Linked DNA regions of Canis lupus: region 2 is linked to region 1. Evidence: chromatin contacts called from public Hi-C data. All regions are on one chromosome and are shown on one strand. The core of a region is the stretch at or near the end of the contact, and the rest is flanking DNA. Distances in the headings are between cores, read along the strand shown.

Region 1 (4,668 bases), core at 571-3,070:
CACTGTTCTGATGGTTGAATTGTAAGAAGAGGGTTATGCCTTTGGGAGTGGCTTTGTAACACAGTTTGTCCATTCTGTCCCCTTCTCAGGACCTCTCTGCCCCAAGAAAGTAAAACAGAGTTCTGCTCCAACCCAGTCCATTGAGGAGCAGGCCTTCCTCTGCCTCCGTCTTTGCTTTGCCCTTTGTAAAACTCACTGCAGCTTGCACTCCACTCATGCTGTGACAAAACTGTAAATGTGGTGTCCTGAACCCAGTGTCTGTTTTATTTAGTTTATTCTTATAATCTAGCACAACTCAGTGTGGATAGTTGGTGCTCAGTACATATGGTTAAATCAATGCAGTTCCTGCTGTGCATCAACTGCCTGTACAGTGTTATCGCCACATGTCCCCAAACCACCTACAGCACTTTGTAGAGTTGAAAGTGTGCTGTGAACTTTCAGTAGATGTCACTTAGTATTCATCAAGTAGCAGGCATGATCAATAAAGTTTAGTAAAGGGGTGCCTGGGTGGCTCAGTCGGTTAAGCATCTGCCTTCAATTCAGGTCATGATCCCCACGTCCTGGGATTGAGCCTCCTGTCAGGCTCCCTGCTCAGTGGGGAGTCTTTTTGCTCTGCTCCTTGCCCCACCCATTTTTTCTCTCTCTCTCTCAAAAAATCTTAAGAAAAAAGTATAGTGAAGAAATTAGACTTCTTATGCAAGCACTTTTCTTCTTTTACTTTGTTGAGATAAAATTTACATATTTAGAATTCACCTATTTGATAAGAGTACATTTCATTGATTTTTAGTGTGGTCACAGAGTTATACAACCATCACCAAGTCAATTTTAGAACATTTCGTCACTCTAAAAAGAACCCCTAGGTCCAATAGCTGTGATTTCCCATTTCCCCTTTCCCTGAACCCCTAACAACTACAATCTACTTTACACCTCTAGAGATTTGCCTCTTCCAGATATTTCACATGAATGGATGCTACAACTTGTGGCCCTTCGTTCTTTTACTCAGCATGATGTTTTCAGGCTTCATCCATGTGTAGCATGGATTTACCTGAGGATGTTTCCAGACCCTTGTTTTTTTTGTCCTTATTAGATCCAGGATCTACTTTTGGAGCCAGGGAGAGCTCTGGGGGTTTCTAGTTCAGCACACCCTCATGTTAAAGATAAACTTAAGGCTCACTTCACCGTCGGAACAGTTTGTTAGTCTTTCCTGTTTCATCATCTCTCCCAAATTCATCTTTCTTGGGTTGGGAAATGAGGGAGGAGGAGGCTTTGCGCCTCTTAGCCTCTTGTTTGCGGTGCCTGCTTCTGTCCCTGCGAGGCTCAGCTGGTGCCTGGGCGCAGGAGATGCTTCTGGGAGCTGGGCTCCAGTTGCCAGCCTCATCGCCGGCCTCAGGAGACTGAGGGGGTCCGTGGGTGTGCAGCCACACGTTCACTGCACTGCCTTTATCTGAAATTTTTCCTCTGAGGCCGATCTCCTATTTCCATGAGTCCCTTTGAAGGCAGAGAATATGCTTCGGTGGCACCCTACATACGTCTTTGTGCTTTTAGAGATGAGGTTTTGAAAGTTGGACTGGAGGCATGACATGCTGTGTTCCCGCGCCCCCTAGTGCTGCACTGGAGTGCTGGTGCCCTGTTTCTCCTGGCTGCCGCTTCTGGAGATCTGTGCACAGCCAGCTGTAGGTGGGGCGGCGGTGGGGCCTTCCTTGCCCTGACATTGCACCTTTGCTTTTCCTGTAGCGTGAACATGGTGTTTCCAGGTTTGCCCAACCCTTTCCCCAGGGTTTACGGAGCAAGACCCTCTAAGGGCCATGGCTTTGGGTCTCCAAACGATGAGACCCAGAGTAGCCACATCCTGGTGCTGCACTTCAGTGAGGTGTCTTGTGTTCATCCTGTGTTGTGGGCTTGCCCCCTTTTCTTGCAGCACTTCTATTTTTGTCATATCGTCTCTGAAAGGATAAAAAAATAATCAGACATGTGAACACTAGGAGTTCTGAAAGCCTGAGCTGGGGTTAGTTGGAAATAAGGGGAAGTCAGCTGTGTCCCTGGTAGTGGGCAAGAGTCTCTACACCTCACAGGCTTGTCTCTGTAAGACGGGAATGGAGAGGCTAAAAGCCCTTGGGGCGTGCCCTCTGACCACATGCCTTTCCTCTGGGCATGATGGCAGCTGGGAAGGGAGCATCCCATTTTGCTTTCTTGTTCCTTATGACTCCATTATTCATCCAACTCTGGTGGGGTTTGCTTAAAACCTAGAGGGAGGGATCCCTGGGTGGCGCAGCGGTTTAGCGCCTGCCTTTGGCCCAGGGCGTGATCCTGGAGACCCGGGATCGAATCCCACATCGGGCTCCCGGTGCATGGAGCCTGCTTCTCCCTCTGCCTATGTCTCTGCCTCTCTCTCTGTGTGATTATCATAAATAAATAAAAATGAAAAAAAAAAAGAAAAAAAAAAAAACCTAGAGGGAGTTTCCAGTTTTGCCTTATAGTATTTGTGATAGCTATTAGAAGAGTGAAATTCTAAATGACAATATAAATGTTTTTGTAAAAAAAATAAAAAAAATAAAAAAAAATAAATGTTTTTGTAATGCATTTGGGCCGAAAGAGGGCCTTCAGGCATCTTCTTATGTTTTATCCTCACCAAACCTGTGAATTGAGCATCTATGCTGGGCCCTGCACTGGGCTTTGGAAATGCAAGAAATAATGCACTTGTTCCTACTGTTTCTTCTCCCACGCAGACTCAGTTGCCCTGTTTTATCTTTTTTTTTTTTTTTTTGCTCTAATAGGACAAAACTAATTCATGCAGTCTGTGACATTTTCTTCCCCACTAAATTATAAATAATGTGAAATCAGGCAGAATCATTTTTATCTTTTTTAACCCAGGCTCCTATAATATTTTTTCCCTAAAAAAGACTTTACATTTTTTAAAAACAATTTATTTATTCATGAGAGACACAGAGAGACAGAGACACAGGCCGAGGGAGAAGCAGGCTCCATGCAGAGAGCCTGATGTGGGACTCGATCCTGGGATCCTGGGATCACGCCCTGAGCCGAAGGCAGATGCTCAACCAATGAGCCACCCAGGCATCCCAAGCCACTCAGGCATTCCCCTCTGGAGGATTATTAATACATGTAAAGTCTTGGGATGCCTGGGTGGCTCAGTGGTTGAGTGCCTGTCTGCCTTCGGCTCAGGTCGTGATCCTGGGATCCTAGGATCGAGTCCCGCATCAGGCTCCTCACAGGGAGCCTTGCTTCTCCCTCTGCCTGTGTCTCTCCCTCTCTCATGAATAAATAAATAAACAATTAAAAAAAAAAAAAACCTCCAGAGGAAGGAGAATGTCTTATACTCGGAAATAGTTTCAGATTTACAGAAGTTGCAAAACTAAAAGTAGTATGAAGAACCCCCCTCATTTACTCCTTTACCCAGATTGACCAGTTAAGATTTAACGCCCTTTGCTCCATCGTTGGCATGTGCTTGAGTTCTCTCTTCACATACACACATACTCCCAAACTCATGCACACATGCAGACACACACTTTTCCCTCTACCCTCAGATTTGAGAGATTATGCACCATGATCTTTTACCCCCATATGCTTGAATGTGTTTCCTAAGAATAGGAATATTCTCTTACGTAACCAGTAAGATAGTTTACTGCTTTCATAAGTCTACACTGGTGCAATACTTTTTATAACCTGTCCATATTCTAATTTTGTCAGTTGACCTAATAATCTTTATAGCATTTCCCTCCAGGATGGGATCCAGTCTGGGGTCAAGCACTGCATTTACTTGTCATGTCTCTTTAGCTTCTGTCATTCAGGACTTTTCCACAACCTTTCACAACACTGATTTTTTTTGAAGAAAACAATCCTGCCCTTCTCTGACCACATTCTTCATTTTGCCAAACACGTAGAATAATTTGTGATTGAAAATTAGGAAGGCCTTTGGAGAAGATACAGAACCTGAACACGTTAGTGGCATTTGGCCATTGTGAATTTCTGTGACAGACTCTTCAGCATCACAACGCTGTGTGGCTTCGACCTTTCGTCAAGCATATTAAGTTAAATACTTGTCAATAAAATGCAGGACAGTGTTCTCTGTCCATGCACTGGGATTGCTCTCGAATAAATATTTGACCTTTGTTTTTGTCGATTTTAACAGGACATTTAAAAATTACCTTTCTTCCTCCCAATGATTTATGTAAGGTTTTTTTTTTTTTTTTTTTTTTTAAAGATTTACTTATTTATTCATGATAGAGAGAGAGGCAGAGGCACAGGCAGAGGGAGAAGCAGGCTCCATGCCAGAACCCGACGTGGGATTCGATCCCGGGACTCCAGGATCACGCCCTGGGCCAAAGGCAGGCGCCAAACCGCTGAGCCACCCAGGGATCCCCATAAGCTAACTTTTATAAGCAACTCTCCTATTTGCCTTTCTGGAACAGTGTGAATAATAAATACTTATTCTTGGTAATGGTTCTTGTGGTAAGTTTTTAATGATGCAGGTGATTTTGTTAAACTCTGAAATGATGTCATAGCCTCAGAGTTTTTATGGGATATTTTGTTATATCGTTCCAAGTGAACATTTGAATGGTTACCAAAGAGGTATTTGTTACTGTACCTAGAAAGAAAGATTTGTCCTTTTTGTTGCATGCATTGTGAAGGGTGGGAATTCTCTTTTGGGAA
Region 2 (4,716 bases), core at 2,200-4,699, 180 kb before region 1:
AGCACGGGCCCCTCCTCTCCAGCTCCACTCACCCCTCCAGGCTGGCTTTCTTGCCTGCTTAAATCTGAAAGTCACAGAGACTGTGTCTTACAACCACCTGCCCAGCACCTGGGCAAGCCGGTGGGTGCTTGCAGGCTCGATGACACGTCTGTCCAAAGCCTGTCGTGTCCCTGGCCGGCCTGTCAGGAAGACTGGCCCATTCTCCCACTGCCTCATGGGCTCCGGTGTGCAAATTCCAGGCCAGCCTGGCCCAAGTCCTGAGAGAGGCCCAAGTGCTCCCCCAACAGACCGGCTCTCAACCCCCATGGCACTCAGGCTCCTTGGACAGTGCCACTTGATCTACCACCAAGACCCATCCCCTACCCAGGGACAAGGCTCCAGGATGCCCTCATCTCTGTATCCCATGGCCCAGCAGGCCCAAGCCACAGCAGGGCCTCCACACATGTGCTTCCATGTGCTGAACCATCCCACCTTGAGGAGGAAACCAGCCCAGAAGCCACAGGAGAGCCAGCAGCACAGGTTGGGTGTCCAGCCGATGCCGCCTCCGGCCTCTCTTCAACATTCTGATTGCCTTGCCTCCCAAATCCCCAAATCCTGAGAAAGCTTCCTCCCTGCTCAAAACCAAGGAATTGCTTCACCAGGGACGATGCCAGCCTCTCTACGGGGGACACTGGGAGCTAAAAGGCCACCAACATTTAAATCCTCTCCTCCAGAAGTTTCTACATCCCAGAGGAGGGAACACTGAGGGGTTGTGCCGCTCAGGGACCACCAGGCCCGCCCCCTCCCGCACGCTGGCCCTTCTGCCTTATTCCTGCAATAAGCAACTCAGCGTCCCCAGTCACAGGGAGCCAGCAGACACAGAAGCCTCAGGCAGGTGCCCGCCAGCAGAACGGTCCGTCCGTCTGTCCGACGGGGGGAGAGACAGACAAGGCAGGAGTCAGGGGGGATCCAGGTGAGAACACCGGAGTCAGGTGGGTCTTCGGGCACCCACGGGTGGCTCACCCAGGAAGTGAGGGGCGGCATGCACAGAAGGGCAGGGGTGCAAAGCAAGATCCCCGAGGCGAGGTCTGGTGTGCAGAGGGGAACCAGAGACTCCCCTCAGCTATCCCCACCCAGCCACCCCCACCTCCTCCTCCCACCCACTAGAGCTGGTTCCTCCAGTGTTGTCTGAAAACACAGCAGCAGGACACAGCAGCCTGGCCAGCCCTCCTGGGGCCAATCACTATGAGGAAGGAACAGGGCAGGGCCAGCTGCCAACCCATAGGACAGGCGAGGGGCAGACCAGGGTGGGCACAGGGGCAGTGCCAGGAGGAGACCCTGGGCAATGCCCAGGAATGGGGCACATGGCAGGCAACACAGGTTTCTTGAGTAGGAAGGAGAAGGGTGAGCAGCAGCCTCGAGCAGGAGCCATAGGCCTGGAGTCACGGGGGTGGGGAGGGCAGCAGCCTCTGAGACAGGCCCTGCCCCCTGAATCTCTGTTCTTGGGGTCTGCAGAGCGCTGCAGAGGGGACATAGCTGCAAACAGGCACAAGGACAGCCCCACATCATTTGCAAGAGCCCGGCAGGGCAGGATGAAGGATGGCAATGGTGCCAGGTGTGTGTGTGTGTGTGTGTGTGTGTCTCCACCACCACCACCATTCGAGCCTCCATCACTGGGATCCTGCCAGAAATCCCTCTAATCAACTCTGGGGAAGAAATGAAGGCCTTGGCTGCATCCCTACTCTTCCCTAAATACAACTTCCTGAACTCTCCGTCCCAGGCTACCATCCCAGGTGTACCTCCCTACGTAGGACAGCTTGTTTTCTTGGCAAGCTGTGCACAAAACATCCCGACGCTGGCCTCAGCCTTCTGGAGGTTACGTATACCAAGTTCTTCTTCAGGAGGCCACACCCCAATGCGACTTTAAGATTGCTTATGCCAGTGGTTCTCAACTGGGGGTCATTTTGTCCCACCAGGGCACATCTGGCAGGGAAAGCTGTGACGCTGGCAACTAGTGGGCAGAAAGCGGGAGTGCTGAATATCCTACACTGCAGAGGATAGCCCCTTCCCCAACAAATTACCTGGCCCCAAACGTTAGTAGGGCTGAAGGCGACAAATTGGGTTTCCTGGGATGTGTGGCAGTGGGGCAGAGCTCAAGGGCCGGTGGCACCGAAGCGCACAGATAATCCTCAATGCTTGCTTCTCGGCACAGGGGCGCTGGGCTCTGAGGTTACGGCGTGAGCAAAGATGCGCAGACCCGAGTTCGCTAAGCCTTTTCCAACTTCAGGACAATGAAGCAGAAGAGATTAAGTCGGGTTAATTAGGTCATTTAATTCTGCTTTCTGGGGTCGGTCCCGGGTTGGAGACAGACGCAAGCAAGGCAAGTCTGAATCCCTGCCCAGGAAGGAGGGAAGCAAGGAGGCCCCTCGGGCTGGGGCAGAGCCAGGGGCGGTCCTGCTGCAGAGCGCGGCTGCGGTTCTGGCTGGCGTCCTGGGACAGCTCCGTGCTCAGGGCCTGCCGACCTCGGGGTGCCCTCCCCTCCAACCAGCCGACACCCAACTCCATCCTGCCAGGGGCCGCTGTCGTGGCAGCACCTGGCCCTCAGCGCCCCCTTTCTGGGGAGAGTCCAGCCCCCTCATCTGGACGTTGGGACGTCAAGCCCTGTTGACCCTGTTGACATCCCGGCACCAGAAACCCCTCAGCCAAGGGTCCCTCGGGCGTGGGCCGCCTTCAGGTTGTACAGTCCCCGCTCGCTGCAAGGTGCTGGACTGTCCTGCTCCTGCCCTGGGCCGGCGTCCCCGCCTCCAGGGAGCCCACCGGCTCGTCCGCAGGGGCGCGAGCCCTGGACGGCTTTCTAGGGCTCTCCCCGAGGCGCCGAGTTTAGCCACCTGCTCCGCTTTCCTGGGCAAGGCCTGCCGCGCAGTCAATACGAGACGCCCCCAACACAGGCCGGCGCACCCCCCCCCCCCGCCCGCCCCCGCGGGGGCGCCGCAGCTCTTCCCGGGTCTGCAGCCCTCGCTGCTCTGCTCTTCCCCGGGGCGGGGCGGGGCGGGGCGGGGCGGGGCGGCCGCCACCTGGGGACCCTCTGGCCTCGACCGCGCGAAAGGCAGGGACGCGGGCCGAGTCTGCGGACGCCTCCGTCCCTCGCAACCGCCTTCCCCCCAGAGTCCCACGTCGCCCGCCCTGGGGCCCAGAGGAGGGGCAGGGCCCAGGCCCCCTCGGCCACCGCGCCCACCCCGCCTTCCCCGCTCGGATGCTACCTCTGGGCCGCCGGGCCTGCTCAGCTCACCGCAGCCCCAGGCCGCAGCACCCAGGCCCCAGCACCCAGGGCCCGGCACCCGGCACCCAGCACCCACCGGAACCCGCCTGTCCGGATGCCGGCGTGGATTTTCCCGGAGCAGCCCGCCCCCGATGCCAGGTGACGGCACTGACGGGCAGCCATCTGCCCCAATAGCGGACGCAGAAGCTGAGGGGGCCGAGCCCTAGACGCCGGCGGGGCGGGGCGGGGCGGGAACGGGGCGGGAATGGGGCGGGGCCAGCGGGCGTGGGCGGGGGCGTGGGCGGGAACGGGGCGGGGCCAGCAGGAGGGGCGGGGCGGGGGCGGGAACGGGGCGGGGCCACAGGCGGGGCGTGGGCAGGAACGGGGGCGGGGCCCGCGGGCCGGCCTGGCTGTCCGGGACGGGGCGTGGGCGGGAGCGGGGCTAGCAGGCGGGGAGGGACGGGGGCGGGGCCACCTGCGGGGCGGGGCGGGAACGGGGCGGGGCCCGCAGCAACACCTGGGCGGGGCGGGACGCCGGCGGGAGCAGCTGGGGCAGCGCTGGAAGCCGGGCTGGGATGGAGAGAAGCTGCAGGTTCGGGCCGGGCCAGCGGGGAGCACCTGGAGAGGGAGGGGGAGTCCGAGCGGGGGTCGAGAGCCGGCCCCGTGGAGGCAGTGAGGGAAGAGGCGGGTAAGCCGCTGTGGGACGCTCCTGCGGAGCCGGACCCAGGCAGCCTGCTACCTCCGGTTTGGGGCAGAAGCCCCTTCCACCTGGAGAAGATGCAGCCTCCTACCCTGGAGTTTGTGCTCCTGCCCCTGCCCACCACCTCCCCCACCTGCCCCAGGGAACCAGGTCCTCTGCCTGCATTCTCGGAGTCTTCCTTCCCAGCAGCATTTAAACGTGCCCGTGTCTGTTCCAGCCTCGATCGCGGACTCTCCCTGACCCCCACCCCCTTCAATCCCAAATGTTTCCAGACTGTTGACCCACTTGTTCATTAGTTCCCCCAACCCCTGAAACCTAGTCCCAGGCACCTAAGTCCAGCTGGCACTTTCAGCCTCCTGTGCAGGTTCACAGCGGGCATCGGCCTCCATCGACCTCCTTATTAAAACCCTGCTTTCTGGGCTTCGCGGTCACCAGTCCTTGGCTTCTCTCCTCCCCTCTCCCAGGTGGTTTTCACCCAGGCTCTGCTGGCCTTCCTCCCGCTGCTCTCCCAGGGCCACGCATGCCTCCCTGAGAGAACAGCCTTCCTGTGAGTTGTATTCCACCTGTCCACTGTGCTGACCCCCCAAACCTGCGCTCCCCGCTGGGCCTCTGGCCTGCACTTTGACCCCATGTTTGCTTATCCAGCATCTCTGCACGGCTGCACCTGAAATTCACCCCAGCAGAAACCAAACAGCCTCTTCCCTCCAAAACTGCTCCTCTTAGTTCCTGCCTTAGTGCACGTCAGCACCTCCCTTGCCTCCTCTTCCCTCTGTCCCCA

Evidence for each region. Hi-C and Micro-C count contacts between places; a contact is called where the count stands out from the background.
Region 2: a contact with region 1 is called in a Hi-C map of blood, with 5 times the contacts expected there. The contact joins the promoter of MEAK7 here to the enhancer-like site in region 1. A contact is called at or near these places in 4 of 9 Hi-C or Micro-C datasets (amygdala, blood and liver).

Annotation. Positions count from the first base shown.
Region 1 is chr5:68,277,688-68,282,355 of UU_Cfam_GSD_1.0, reverse strand. All of the region lies in intron 1 of USP10 (ubiquitin carboxyl-terminal hydrolase 10), which reads left to right. Among named protein-coding and RNA genes, the nearest start is that of USP10, 27 kb to the left of the region's middle. Within about 2 kb of position 1,820, at least 1 of the 20 cell types and tissues checked has an H3K27ac peak or open chromatin away from gene starts, as enhancers often do. A contact at or near this core is called in blood, where this site is marked.
Region 2 is chr5:68,455,475-68,460,190 of UU_Cfam_GSD_1.0, reverse strand. MEAK7 (MTOR-associated protein MEAK7) reads right to left here and starts at 3,449. Exons shown (of 10, transcript XM_038538141.1): 1 at 3,336-3,449. The coding sequence starts at 3,421.